Linked DNA regions of Sus scrofa: regions 1 and 3 are each linked to region 2. A link is a contact called in public Hi-C and HiChIP or PLAC-seq data. All regions are on one chromosome and are shown on one strand. The core of a region is the stretch at or near the end of the contact, and the rest is flanking DNA. Distances in the headings are between cores, read along the strand shown.

Region 1 (4,948 bases), core at 1,116-3,615, 49 kb after region 2:
AACATTGTGTATTGTTAAACAATGCTAGATATCACTTGGGTATGTTCTACTTTAAACACTCCCCCCCCCATTTCATTTATTTTTCCAAGTTTTCTTTTCTTTGGGGAACTTTGCCCCACCACATCTCAGCATGTCTCTCCATGTTTACATATAGTCAGTTTGATCTCGAGCCATTCCCATCAAATAGCAAGAATACACAGCCCCAATTTTCAAATACTCAGAATCAGAATTCCACACTCTCTGGCAGGCACATTTGTGATAACACCTTGCCGGCTATTTCTCAGCTAGGCTGTTCCCAAAAGAAACGTTAGGCCAAAGGGCCATCTTAGGTCCTTCCAAACTTAGACAAAGCAAGCATGTGCAACTGCATCCACATCAGAGGCAACTTCCAGAAGCATTCCCAAATCACAAAGATCTACTTCACCGAATCACTGCTTTTTAGGTTGGAAAGGGATCGTCTAGACCCACCCTTTCTACAAATCCAGAAACTCTGTCTAGTGATTAGCAGTCGCTAAAGGTCATACAGAGACTCAGTGGTAGCGTCATAACTCTGTTGCTGTATTCCAGGGACCATCACGAACCCCCAGTTTCCCTCCATTCGCCCAGAAAAAACTTCTGCTGGACACGCCCCTTCCCCACTCGGAGCTCTCATCAGTAAACAGTCTTCCGCCCCAGTCAAAGGGCAAGTGCAGGCCCGGGTGACCTGACGGTTGCCTGCGAGTAAGGGGCTATGTGTAATTAATGCGAGATGATAGTTCTGGGTCTTAGGCGGGAAATGCGTCCCTGGGCTTTACCCTGTGGCTCTTCCTTAAGCCTTAAGTGCCACCGGGTGGGTGCAAGGCTCTCAATGCCGAGCCCCACCGGGGGTACGGTGGGGTGGGGGGTGGTTGGTTACCGCACTTAACGGGCCCTCCCCACCCCCAAACAGAGGTCAACTCTCCTCAGTAGCAACTGATAGGACAGTCCCGCCCCCACGAAGCCAGCTCACAGCCCTTGGACTAAACCCGCGACCCCAGAGCCCACACACTCTGCTCGGTCCTGCCGGCCCCTCCGCCCCCCCTTTTCCCCCCGAGGGGCGCGGACCGACGCGCTGAGCGTGAGAGAAACAGAGAGGGGGGCGCGTGCCGGCGGGAGGGAGGGGTCACTTCCGGTCGCAACAGCTCACCTCGTAGCGGAACATTCTTGGGGAGGGGGGGGAGGGAGCGGGGAGGGGAATGGGGGAGGGAGGGAAGAAGCGCTGACTCTCCGGGCTCCTCCGCGCGCGGGTCCTCCACCGGCTCGCGACCCCTGGCCGCCGCCGTACGCCGGAGCGTGCGTGGGAACGTGCGCAGGCGCGCCTCGGGGAGGGCGGCCGCCCCGCTCCGCGCCCGGCGGCGGCGGCTGCGCGGGGACAGATTTGGCGTCCCGCTTCCTAGTCTCGGCGGCGGGAAGGAGGTCCCGTGGCGAGAGACTGCGCACGCGCCACCCGTCGGGGGCTTCCTCGCGATCCGAACCTGTAGCTCCGCCCCCGGCTTCTCTGCGCCCGCCCGACGCTGAGGTTCGAGTCACGAGTTTTCCGTCACCGACGGGGCGGAGAAAAGCCTTGTGATTGTCACAGGATATGGCTTTGGAGAGTCCCAGGCTTAGCTTAGGCTGGGAGAAATGGACATTCCTGGGCACTTTTTCCAGCGTCCAACACCGTCTTCGGGTTGCTTGGCGGTCTTCACGACATACGATAGGCACCGAGTGGAGGGGAAAAAAGTTAAAGTTCAGGTCATCGAAAGGGGCTGAGTTCGTCGCCACTTTCAGCGGCACGTCACCCGCTGAGTCAACAGCAGGTCAGGGCTGTGATTTATGTGTCTCAGAGATGAAGGCTTTTTTTTCCTCTTTTCTTTAAACCGAAGGCTTATTAGGGAGGTTCAACCAGGGAGGTATTTTTAGGGCTCAGGCACATCAAGCGTGTGGAGTGAGGGAGCCAAAAAAGGCAGCACAGCCGTGGGCAGCAAGGTCATCGAGGCTGAGTGCGCCGTAGGGTGACACCACCTCCTTAGAGGATCAGGACCAGAAAAGCATTTGTCCAGGTGCCTTGGCAGCCTGTTTTCAGAAGTCTCTTTGGAGAACTGTTATCTCCGCTAGCCGAACTCACTCTTTCCCCTTGAAGACTAAACTTGGCTACGAAATTTAGTCCTTGCACCACGAATTCTTGTGCAGTTTCGCAACTCCTTTCTCCGGTGTCTTAAAGTGCAGCCTCGCCTGGGAGTGGCATAGAGTAAATTCCTTACGTGGTGGTATGACCGGATTAATCAGAGCCTGAGTAGTGGAAACTTGGATTTGGAAATAGAAGTTCTGGGTGGGAATCAGTGCTTTGCCACTGGGCCGTCAGATTTGGGGCAAGTTACCTAAACGTGTCTGAGCCTTAATTTCTTTGGAAAACGGGATTAATGATACCTGCCTCACAAAGTAGTGGTTCAATGGCATGATGATTCCAGTAGTACTTCTACTGATGGTTGAAGTCTGCCTTATGCCAATCCGGTGAGGTAGGTGGTATTATTTTCTCCATAGATGAGGAATTTGAGGATTAGAGATGTTAAGCAGTTTATCCTAAACCACTCAATGGCAAGCGGCAACCAGGTCTCTCATTCCAGAAACCCAGTCTCTTAATCATTGTGACAGTTTAACAAAAGAGGATATTTACATGGGACAGACCTAAATGTTAAAGTGGAGCAGGCTGGGGATAAGATGATAACTTTTAAGCACGCATAGAACACTACAAAAGTTCATGTATTAGGTAGGGGCACTTCTTAACAGTGAGAATTGGTGCCATATAGACCAAAGGTTGGGAAAGTGTGACCCACAGCCAAATCTGCTTAGCTGCCTTTTTTTTTCAAAGTAAAGTTTTGTGGGAAGACGGCCATCTTCATTTATTTACATATTGTCTTTAGTTGCTTTGGGGCAACAAAGGCATAATTGAATACTTTCAATGGAGGCTATTTGGCTAGCAAAGCCTGAAATAATTACTCTGGCCCTTTACGGAAAGAGTTTGCTGATTCTAGATGTTGCAGATCAAGTTTTCTGATCATTATGTCAGAATTTTTTTTTTTTTTTTTTTTTTTTTTTGGCTGCACTGGTGGCAAATGAAGTTCCCGGGCCAGGGATCAAATCCAAGCCACAGGTGTGACCTTTGCCACAGCTGTGGCAACACCAGATCTTTAACTGGATCTGCACCAGGCAGGGAATGGAAATTGTGCCTCAGCAGCGATTGGAGCCACCTCAAATACAACACTGGATACTTAACCTACTGTGCCACAATGAGAACTCCAGACATCAGAACATTTTAAAAAACTCCACACTTCTAATTAATGGACTGCTTGAGAAAACATAGTGGAAAGTAGATAAACTTATTAACGTATAAAGACTTGAGATACAGCTAAAGCAGTTTCTATGAGAGAATAGGAAAGCCTGAATGTAAATGAACTATAGGATGATGTCAAAGAAAGGATAAATAAGGAAATAGTAAAGAGCAGAAATGAAAGAAACAGAAAACAAGATAGAGATGGTCGATAAAATTATGTTTTTCTCATGCAACAGCTGTCTTTGAGGGAGATGAATGAGGGCCACTTTAGGCAAATGTATTTTCTTGAGCTGTGTAGGCCCATTATTAAGATGGAGAGGGTAAAAATTCTTTTCACAAGTAATTCTTTCGAAATAAGATATGAGGCCTTTGGAGAGTGTCTCTTGAGTGAGTGGAAGAAAAGTCTCTCCTGCACACCAGCTAGGTGGAAAAGGCGATTGACAGTTGAGAGGCGACATCAATTAGCATCGCTATCATGCTTTCTCTGGCCTTGCCATCCTTTTTCCAAAGGTTGTAAAAAAAATCCACTGCGGTATTTACAGATTCTATACATCCTATTTCTTAGATCATGGTAAAGGAACAAAATGTACTTTTTGTGAGCCTAGTTTCAGATGATGTATTAATTTTCATCAAGTAATGTACAACAAGTGTTATACAACAGCTTCACCAGGAGGGCTTGTTAAAATAGACTCCTGGGAGTTCCCCTTGGGGCTCTTTGTTAAGGACCTAATGCTGTCTCTGTGAGGGTGTGGGTTTGATCCTTAGTTTCACTCTGGGTTAGGCTGTGGCATTGCTGCAAGCTGCAGCATGGATCAAAGACGAGTCTCTTATCTGGTGGCCATGGCTGTGGTGTGGGCATGTAGCTGCAGCTCTGATCCGACCCCTAGCCTGAGAACATCCATATGCCACAGGTGCTGCCATAAACAAGAAAGAAAAACAAAAACCAGACTCCTGGGCCACCCCACTCCCCAGATTTTCTGATTCAGCAGGTCTGCAATGGGACCTAAAAATTGCATTTATATGAAGTTCCCAGGTGATGCTGATGCTGTTGGTTCTAGGACTAGGCTTTGAGAATGGTTGCTTTTAAACATTGTCCTCGGGTGCTTGCAAAGGTTATAAAGAGGTGGGGAAAAGAGTGGTGGGCTGCCCAGAGGGTCATTTCTCATGTAGTCTACAAGGTTGTAACAAATGTCCTAGAAAGTTACAGGGAGGAACCCTTGGTGCAGCAGATTTTAGGACAAAAGGCTTAGCAATATAATAGAAATTAAAATATAATGCAAAACTTGTAAACAAGGCCACAGAGTCTTTGTCCTCTCTGAAGAGGTGTTTTCTGTTTCCACCATTCCTTGAATCTGGCCTGGACTGTGATAGACCCGTGGAGTGCTGGGGAGGCGATGCAATGTCAGCTGTGTCTAGTCTTTAAGAAGACTGACAATGTAAGTCCATGTTAGATGCCCACTTGTCTTGCTGAAGCGGTCACATGAAAAGGCCTTGGCACTACATGGAGAGGGAGACGGGTCCAGCTGGATCCAGTTTACCAGCCACACAAGACATGTGGATGAAGCTGTCTTGGGCTCTCCAGACCAGTTCAGCTGCCAGCTGAATATCATCGAGTCA
Region 2 (5,013 bases), core at 1,143-3,642:
GAAGTTGGATAAGGAAAAATGACCACATTAAGGCCCTCAGCTGATAAACAACTTTTGAAAATAGGGAATCAGTGTTAATAGTGATTTCCGAGCCAAGTTAGGATATGAATCAACTGAACATTAGAATGATGGCTGGTATTAACAGGAAAACATGAATTTGAGTAGGAGAAAAGCTCTGAAGCAAACTAAAATTTTAGATTTGTGATTATACCTTAAACTAACAGTCCTAGATGAGTAATTTAAAAAGGTGAAAATTAAAATCAATTCTGAATATAATAATGCAAATGATATACTTAAATGTTCCCAATTAATGCTGCTTAAGCAGTGAGGGCGCGGTAAGGTATTTTTCCGCTGTGTTAAAGACGAGATAAGAAGAATGTGTTTCTACTTCAACAACCTCCAACTCCCATCTTCAATGTCCTCTCAAAATTCTTTAAGAGCCAATACAACGGAGTTGACGGAAAAGAGATTTGTTCATCCAAACTCTCTCAATGAGTTAACAAAGTGACCACTGGCAGAGGAAAAGCAATACAGAATGAACAGTTCTTAGCAAGAATGTTTTGGATCCCAAGTAGAATGGGCTAAGATTTCACTTAGAAATGCTATTCGATAAAGCAAAATCTCTCTTAAGGGAGACTTCCATACATTGTATATAAAATACACATAGTACCATGATCTGTAAACTTAACTTGCTAAAGGTAAGTAGTTATCTCTGTATCTGATTCATGTAACACTAACCTGGGTGTTAGGCTGTGTCAGTGTGAAAATAACTCGTTTCAAATCCTGACTCAAGAACTTGGGAAAGTTGCCCAAGTCAAGCCTCAGTTTCCTCACTGGTAAGACGGAAACATCTCCTAACTTCCGCATTGTTGTGGGGAGTCAAAGGATACCATATGTAAAAGACCTATCCAAACTGTCCAGCATTCAGGAAATGTTAATGTCCTGTCTCCAAATCCAGCATCTTAACCTTTCTATAGTAACATGAGTGGCCAAAAGCATGTTATGTTATGGCAAGACTGTGAGTTACCATAAATATGTATTAAATAATCCAAAACAAGCATTGCTGAACAGAAGGGTCATTCCAAAGACATGGGTTCTTCTTTTAATGAAAAAACCTGATTAACCAGAGAGAGCCCAGAAATACTGGATGGAACACTTAATCATTCCCATGGGAGGAGGTGGGGCAGGCAAAAATGAGAAAGGCTGGAGTGCACTTCTCCATTCTGGGCTGTCTAGAAGGCAAAAGCATAGGCAAATCTTGGAAGAGATAAAGACAGGGGACAGCTACCGAGGCCACCCTGTGTGTGGTGTCCTTCAGCCTGAATGTGGAGAGACCAAAAGGCGGGTAGATCAAGGGCTGCTAATAACCTTGAATTTTGGAGACTGGGCCCAGATAGCTAAGCCTTGAGACTTTCGCACTTAAGTTCTTTGGGAGTGGTGCCTGCGATCAGCCCTCATATATGTGCCCTTTAGCACCTACATCGGCGCCTTCCTTGCAGAATTAATCATTGCACCGATGTGCTGCTGGAAACACAATGGAAGAGAAGAGGCTCTCGGAACAACTCAAAGGGCCAGGCACCGAGCGGAAGGTCTAGCACTAAGGGTGGGTCACCCAGGTGGAGGGGCAAGTCCTGGGGCGTTCATTTTCGTGAGGGTGGACTTGTGTCAGGGGCTGTCAATGCACGCAGGTGACGAAAAGGGGCCTGGGGCGACCTTGGCTGCTGCGCGGGCTGGAGAGGGTGACGGCGCGGGGACTGTGGGCTGCGATGGGAGACGGCGCCCCGGAAGCAGTTACCTGTAGTAGCTCAGGAGCCCGTTGCTCAGCACGAACCACCGCCGCTGGTAGCCTTTGATATAATTGGTCCATTTGAAGAGCCAGCCCTCGCGAGCCGAGCCTGATCCCCCAGCGCCCGAGCCGCCCGAGCCCCCCGCCGGCGGCGCAGGAGCCGGGCCCGCTGCCGCCACTCCCCCGGCCCCGGGACCCGGGCCGCCCGCCGACACCGCGGCCACCGTGCTCGGCGCGGCCGCGGAGCCTGGCCCCGAGTCTCCGCGGCCGCCCGCGCCGCCTCCTCCCACCATGGGGGGACCGGCGCCGCCGCCGCCCGGAGCCGCCATGGCTGTCGGGCCCGGGCCCATCACTCCTCTCAGTTCCGTCGCCGCCATGAGCCGCCGCCGCCCTGAGATACAGGACCGGAACCGCCTACGAGAGCCGCCGTCGCCGCCCGGAGGGCCCCACACGGCTAGCGCATCAGCCGCCGCCGCGCACCGTCCCCGCCCCGCCAGGCCGGCCGCGGGGAGGAGGGCTCGGCCGCCGGGAAGGAAAAAGTCGATTGGTGCCGCCGAGTGTCACTTGCGGAAGACCCCTAGGACATTGGCATTTCTCTTGGGCCTGTCATTACACACCGCCCAGTGAAAACTGAGGGTGGGACGCTTCCGCCAAGCACGCCATTGATTGGTGCAAGTGAAGGCCAATCAGATTTCTGTACATTTCATTGGTGCTTTCCCGAAGTCTCCAGCGCTCCGGGAGGCCTCAAGTATGCAGACTGCCCAGCCAGTTTGATTGTCGATTGGCTAGAACTTCTGCCACTCATTTTAGTTTATGCCCCCGTCACCGCCACGTCACCCCCTCCCAGCACCCTTCTCCTTGTCTCTCTTCCGCCCTTACGGATTGGTGGTTGGTATCAGCTGCTCAACCTTTTCTACCATTTACCGAACGAGTTGAGGAGAAGGAGGAGGAGTCTAGCCATCACAGCCTCACTTTAATTTCTTACTGGTTAGAATGAATGTCCCTCACATGTTGGGGGAGGGACGGGGCAGTGATTGGAGATGATTGGTTCCGGAGGTTGTCTGTGAACCAGGAGCTTGGCAATGATGACCAATGAAAGAGACGGACTGAGCGAGGGCAGGCCAGGGCAGCCAATAAAATCTGGGAGAAGCACTTGCCGGGCGAGCCCTTCTGCTTCCACCTTTGGTGAACTTTCTAAGAGGCAGAAGCGGGTCAGCGTCCCGAAAGCATATTTTTGCTGTATGCGCAGCGTAGGAATCCCTCTTTCTGAGTTAAGATTTCTATTGTTTCTTGTTAGGAGGAGTGATTCTTAGTAGACAGCCCCTGCCCGAGTCTCTCCTTTCCAGGGCCGCCTTCTAGCAGCTGGCTCCCAGCTGGAGACCAGAATTAATGGGGAGCCCAGAGATAGCTTCCCACTTTCCTCCTGAATCCACCATTCTAATAATGTTCCCTGGTTTGCTCATCGTCCACCACACCTCTTATCTCTTGCTTCTAGACTCCTAATTCTGTCCCACGAGTTGCTGACCCAGCTGTGAGGAGAAAATAGACTCGCGAGGACCTGACTTTATATCTACTTGCGACCCATGTCTTCCAGTCCAAAGGGCCCTTGGCTGTAGCATCATATGCTCACGTGTGTATACTTAACCTTGCACGGAAAGTAGTTATTTCAGATAAATTGTTCACACATTTGTGAACGTCACAAATTTAGTATCTCATTTAGCATTTAGATGTTGTGAACTATTGTTGCAAAAGGAGCTCTGGGGAACCTGGAACTTGCTACATTTTTCTGATTTCACTGGGCAACAGAAATAGCTGTTAGACATTGTAAAATTGCTTTTTTCCCTGCAGTGTGCTTCACGGTATCAAGGAAATAAAGAAAAATATCCTGTTAGAAAGCTTTTAAAGAAGAGAAATATCCATTGAATTCTGGAAAGAGAATACACTTTGAAAAGGAGTTCCCACCGTGGCGCGTGGTTAACGAATCCGACTAGGAACCATGAGGTTGAGGGTTCGATCCCTGGCCTTGCTCAGTGGGTTAACGATCCGGCGTTGCCGTGACCTGTGGTGTAGGTTGCAGACGTGGCTCGGATCCTCCGTTGCTGCGGCTCTGGTGTAGGCTGGTGGCTACAGCTCCGATTGGAACCCTAGCCTGGGAACCTCCATATGCCGCGGGAGCGGCCCCAGAAATGGCAAAAAGACAAAAAAAAAAAGAAAATCTGCAGTTAGATGTAGGCTACTTGGGTTAATTGTTTTAACTGAGCTAAGATGAATTCTTTTATGCTTGAGTCCTGCCTTTGCTACTTATCGGCTCTCTGACTTCGGGAAAGTCATTTAGGCACCCCAAGCCTCAGTTTTCACTTCTTTTAAATAGGAATAAAACTTTACAGGGATACTGTTATGATTAAATGCATATGAACGTGTTCGATAAACTCAGCTGCTGCAAAAATGGAAGTTGTATTGCCAAACACATCCCTGGGTTTACTTGCCAACCGCAAAACAGAAACACATACTTTTACAATGGGGGAAATCTGGCTGTCCCCACCTTAACCCAGTTATCCAGCTTAACATCATTAACCCTGGGACAGTCAACATTTTTATAAGGTTCCTGGTGTGCTGCAGCATGAAGAATACAGCTTCGCCTAATGGAGTTTTCTTGCCAAAAATGTTGGACCTGAATCCAATCAAGCCCTTAGATCTACCCTCCAGTTTATAGGAGCTAGAGGAACCAGTTAAACAACACTCCCAGGGAGACAATCAGTTAAATCAAGAATGTGAGACAACTGCTTATATAGAAGTCATAAATGTTAAGGAAAAGTGACGTCATAACAAAGAGTCAGGCGGTGATTGTTCTAAAAATTTTCTTGTGCCTTAAAAAAAACCCCAAGGAGTTCCTGCTGTGGTGCAACAGGATCAGTGGTGTCTTAGGAGCGGTGGGACAAAGGTTTGATCCCCAGCCCAGCACAGTGGATTAGGGATCCAGCATTGCTGCAGCTGCTGCTTTGGTCGTGGCTGTGGCATAGGCTGGCAGTTGCAGGCCCATTCGACCCCTAGCCTGGAAACTTCCATAGGCCACAAGTGTGGCCCTAAGAAAGCAAAATAAACAAAAACCCTCCACAAATGCTTGATTGGATTCTGGTTCTGAAAAAAAAAAAAATACACTTCAGCTTTTCAGACATTTGAGGGGTAACGGAAAATTTGAAAATGAACTGGATTAGGTGATATTAGAC
Region 3 (4,797 bases), core at 1,220-3,719, 36 kb before region 2:
GATGATATATTTTTTTAACTTGCAGGTGATTTTAATGTACAGCTACTCTCAGCATCCCATCCCTCACTTCTCACAAAAATGTAGCCATTGTATTTTTCCCCATGTTTTTAATTGCTTACTCAACCTCTCCACAGGCACCTCCAACTTAGAATGTCCAAAAATAAACACATCTTTCCCTCTAAAGTTGTTTAGCTTAACACCACCTTCCATCTAAGTTTCCCCAGCCAGAAAAATACAAATTCCCTCCTCCTTCCCACACTCCCTCCCCCTGCTCTCCACCAATAATCATACCCAAGTACTCTTCATTCCAATTCCATATTCCAAAATCCCTGCACTTCTTCATTCTCTTAACTTCTTCAGCCTCCTAATTGATCTTACTACCTATCGATCATTTTCCACACTGGAACCCATCATCTTGCTTACAAATCTTTCACTGGCTCCCTCGTGAAAACAAAAACCTTCTTTATATGGTCTGCAAAGACTTCCATAACTTGGACCTTACGCTTCTCCAGTACCGTGTCAGTGTTCTCTCCTCGATTCTGTGCTCCAGCCATTCATGCAGCCTTCCAACCTCAGGATGCTTTCCTTTACTGTGCTCTTCGTCTTTATCCATGCAGTATTTTTGTTTTTGTTTTTAATTAAAGTATAGTTAATTTACAATGTTGTGTTAATTTCTGCTGTACAGCAAAATGATTCAGTTATAATACACTTTTTAATATTCTTTTCTATTATGGTTTATTCCAGGATATTGAATATCGTTCCCTGTGCTGTATAAGCAGACCTTGTTGTTTATCCATTTTATGTGTGATAGTTTGCATCTGCTAACCTCAAATTCCCAGTCCAGCCCTCCCTGACCTCCCCTCCCCCTTGGCAACCACAAGTCTGTTTTCTAGGTCTGTGAGTCTGTTTCTATTCCTAGATAAGTTCATTTGTGTCATATTTTAGATTCCACATGTAAGTGATAGTATATGATATTTGTCTTTCTCTTTCTGATTTCACTTGGTATGATAATCTCTAGGTTTATCCATGTTGCTGCAAATGGCATTATGTCATTCTTTTTTATGGCTGAGTAGTGTTCCAGTGTGTGAGTGAGTGTGTGTGTGTGTATACCGCATCTTCTTTGTCCACTCCTCTGCCAATGGACATTAAGGTTTTTTCCATGTCTTGGGTATTGTGAGCAGTCATGCAGCATTTTTATACATTGCTCTTCCCCTAACCCCTATTAAACCTGCAACTCTTGATTCAGATACATTCTCCTAGTTCTAGAAGCTTTGTCTGATATGTCTTTGTCCCTTCTCTCCCACTCCCTATAATCTTGTTACCTTGCTACATTGTTTTCACACCATTTATCAAACTAGCTTGTCATAATTGCCTGTTTATCTGAGCTCTTAATTTCTTTCTTTCTTCCTTCCTTTCTTTTTTTTCTTTCTTTTTCGGCTGATCCCTTGGCATGCAGAAGTTCCCAAGCCAGGGATCAAACCTGAGCCACAGCAGTGACAATGCTGAATCCTTAACCATGAGGCTACCAGGGAACCCCTCTGAGCATTTTTTTTCCCCCATTTGTATCCCTAATGTATTCCTCAATTATCTTGCTGAAAGTAGAGCAAACCCTTGAAATTTATAGGTTTAACATTTGTGTAGGTCTTCGGAGATTTTTGGCACGTGTAATAGTATATAATTTTGAATCACATGTAGACACCTCAGGATTTTAGACCCATCATGTCACAGTCACCCATTAAAGGAATAAAGGAGGAATTATTACAATTTTTCAGGCACATTTGACAGCCCCTGTTGGAGGGAACTACATTCCACATGGTATTCAAGGTTGAGGGATGCAGCTCCCACAACTGTCAAGGGTCTACTGCAGTGGTTTTTAGCTTGCCAGAAAAAAAAAAAAAAAAAGAGGGGAGTTCCCGTAGTGGCGCAGTGGTTAACGAATCCGACTAGGAACCATGAGGTTGCGGGTTCGGTCCCTGGCCTTGCTCAGTGGGTTAACGATCTGGCGTTGCCGTGAGCTGTGGTGTAGGTTGCAGACGCAGCTCGGATCCCGCGTTGCTGTGGCTCTGGCGTAGGCCGGTGGCTACAGCTCCAATTGGACCTCTAGCCTGGGAACCTCCATATGCCGCGGGAGCGGCCCAAGAAATAGCAAAAAGACCAAAAAAAAAAAGAGGGAAAACAAAGTCGTTGATACTTCACACCAAGCCCACTGATGGGAACTGGGAAGATGACTTGAGCAGATAAGTGGTTATCCCAAGAAGCAGGTTAGAAAAAACCATCCCTGGTGATAAAGCTAATTTTGTGGGAGCATGTTCCTTCCTTGAGGTGGGACTCCCAAAATGATATTATCCACATTAATAAGCTTTTAGAAACAGAAATATGCATTTCTGCGTGATGTATAATCCAGGAGGAAATGACTATCAGCTGCGTTCCAACCCAGTATCTCACAGCACACAAGGTTGGAAAGGTCACAAACTCCAGGGTTAAACAAACCCAGCTTTGAATTCCAGTGCTGTGACTAACCAATCAGCCATGTGACCAGGAGTGAATTAATCCAAGTTGGGGTATTTTTTGAGCAACTTTCTTTATATTCGACAAGACAATTTTAACATTTACCTCTTAAAATTGTTTAAGAGGAAGCCAGGAAATGTTCAGACTCAGTTCTCAGCATTCTGGACACAGAAGCAGATGTGCAGCGGACGTGGGGGCCCCCCTCAGGGCAGGTATTGGCACTGGCCCTCATCTAAGGCCTCTCCAGTCCCCTCCAGTCCCTTTGCCCACCTGTCCCCTCCCTGAACATTACAGAGAAAACCTAAACAAGCATCTTCACTGTTCTTACTTCTGTCCAAGGTCTGCGAATCAACACTCAATTGCTTATGTTTCAAAATACAGAATCTGAGTTACCACATGGGAGAGCTAAGAGCCTGAGAATTAAATGGGCAAGATTTTTTTTTTTATTTTTTTATTTTAGGGCCCCACTTTCAGCATATGGAAGTTCCCAGGCTAGAGAAGGGTCGAATCAGAGTTACGGCTGTCAACCTGCACCATGGCTACAGCAACATAGGATCTGAGCTTTGTCTGTGACCTACACCACAGCTTACAGCAATGCTGGATCCTTAACCCACTGAGTGAGGGCAAGGATGGAACCGGAGTCCTTATGGATACTATTCGGACTTGTTACACTGAGCCGCAATGAGAACTTGCAAGACTTTTATCTTGGGGGTGACGCAGGCCCAGTATCAAAAACTCTGTAAACTATCCCCCAATGCCAATGTGGGACACAGATGATGACATTATCCTGAAGCATCAGGGGCTGTTAAAACCACTCTTCTGGTCATGGGACCTCCAGAATGCTGTTGAGCAGTCAAAACATCTGTAAACCCTTGCCCAGTTTTTCTCTCAGTTTCCCATGGAGATCAAGTTCCTGGACTCCCAAGAACAAATCACTGTGGGTCCAGCTCTCCACCTCCTCCCGCCTCCTACCTGGTAGACGTGGAAGTGAATCAGACAAACAATATGACTTTTTAAAAATTATTTAATTTAGTAGTTTTCTTGGAAAAAAAACAATAAGGCAAAAAAACCGAAAATATATATCGTTTTGTTTTGTTTTCACATGACTTTATTTCACCTGAAGGACTCGAAGCTTCTTCCATTAGCAGGAATCTGACTGGGGGGTCAGGCTGGAAATGTAGTGCAGATAGATGGTGGAGGGGTGGGGGAGTACATCGGGGACGTTGCTTAGCTGGGGAGTTCCCACTCCGTCTGAAGCCCCCCTCCTTAGGTCATCGCCTTCACAGGCCTCCTTGAAAGAAGCTCCCAGGAGGTGCCCCTCTTGAGTTCATCACAGCTAGGAAGGGAGAGGCGGGGGGTGGGAATGAAAGTACTACTTCGCCAGTGTCAATCCAGTCACCCCGAGCGGGATGGCTTCCTCTGGAATGATACTCTCCCTCGGACCCCCACCAGCTGAGGCTCAGCAGTTAAGGAACAGAAATGAAAAAACGCTAACAAAAAGCATACAAGGAAGGCACCTCAATTTGTGATCCTCAACCAAGGGTGGGTGGCACGGGGGCTAGGTTTCTGAACAAGACAACTTAAACAAATGCCAAACGGAAAAAAAGGAAGGAAACCAGGGCCCGACAGGAGCAGTTCTCTTGCCAACCCCACGTGCCCGGTGTTTTTAGCCCCGATTCCTGGGAAGAAGGCTCTTTTGGGGAATGAGCTGTCTGGTGCTGTGATTTGGCCAGAGGCCAGCTTAAACCCGAAATGACCCTCCGGACTTTCTACCCAGACCCTTCCTAATGAAAGGAGGAAAAACGGTAGGAAAGAGGTTAGGATTTCATTTTCAAGAGTCAGGTAATTAGGAGAGCAGAGCTTGGACAGTGGTGGGTGCCCCATGATACCAACCATGGATAAAGTCCCTGCTCAGTAACTGCTGGATGGGGTCCTGCTCAGGTTTTGAGTGTCTGACCCTGAAAGATGGAAAGCAGAGGAGGCTCCAACCCACATCAGTGTGTCCAAGAGAGTCTCCCAGGGAGACAAGTGGTATCAAAAAAACAAGATTCTTAATGGGAAGAAGGAAAATCAAACCAAAAAAAAAAAAAAATTAGATTTTTCTCTACATATATATAATATACAGATATTTAACACATTATTCCAGAGGTGGCTCCAGTCCACGGGGCTTGAGAGATGGTGAAAACTTATTCCAAAGCATCTCCTTCTCGCAGATTCTGAAGGGTATCAGAACGGGACAGGTAATGCTTTGCTCCAGACTGGGGCCCAAACCTGGATTGGTACTGTGCC

The links. A called contact is a pair of places that touch in the nucleus more often than the background predicts. HiChIP or PLAC-seq counts read pairs in DNA pulled down with a chosen protein or histone mark.
Region 1: an H3K27ac HiChIP or PLAC-seq map of skeletal muscle shows a contact between it and region 2. The contact joins the promoter of PATL1 here to the promoter of OSBP in region 2. A contact is called at or near these places in 11 of 47 Hi-C or Micro-C datasets (alveolar macrophages, differentiating spermatogonia, epiblast stem cells and 5 more) and 2 of 2 datasets of contacts at active chromatin or transcription factors (alveolar macrophages and skeletal muscle).
Region 3: a contact with region 2 is called in a Hi-C map of skeletal muscle, with 3 times the contacts expected there. The contact joins the enhancer-like site here to the promoter of OSBP in region 2. A contact is called at or near these places in 2 of 5 promoter capture datasets (fetal liver and liver), 18 of 47 Hi-C or Micro-C datasets (alveolar macrophages, blood, embryonic fibroblasts and 11 more) and 1 of 2 datasets of contacts at active chromatin or transcription factors (skeletal muscle).

The regions. Positions count from the first base shown.
Region 1 is chr2:11,824,233-11,829,180 of Sscrofa11.1, reverse strand. PATL1 (protein PAT1 homolog 1) reads right to left here and starts at 2,365. Exons shown (of 19, transcript XM_021082992.1): 1 at 1,166-2,365. The coding sequence starts at 1,180.
Region 2 is chr2:11,873,673-11,878,685 of Sscrofa11.1, reverse strand. It overlaps OSBP (oxysterol-binding protein 1), which reads right to left and starts at 2,392. Exons shown (of 14, transcript XM_021082995.1): 1 at 1,796-2,392. The coding sequence starts at 2,163.
Region 3 is chr2:11,910,378-11,915,174 of Sscrofa11.1, reverse strand. It overlaps OSBP (oxysterol-binding protein 1), which reads right to left. Exons shown (of 14, transcript XM_021082995.1): 14 at 3,515-4,797. Among named protein-coding and RNA genes, the nearest start is that of TRNAF-GAA, 4.9 kb to the left of the region's middle. Within about 2 kb of position 2,469, at least 15 of the 83 cell types and tissues checked have an H3K27ac peak or open chromatin away from gene starts, as enhancers often do. A contact at or near this core is called in embryonic fibroblasts, liver, mesenteric adipose tissue and 2 more, where this site is marked.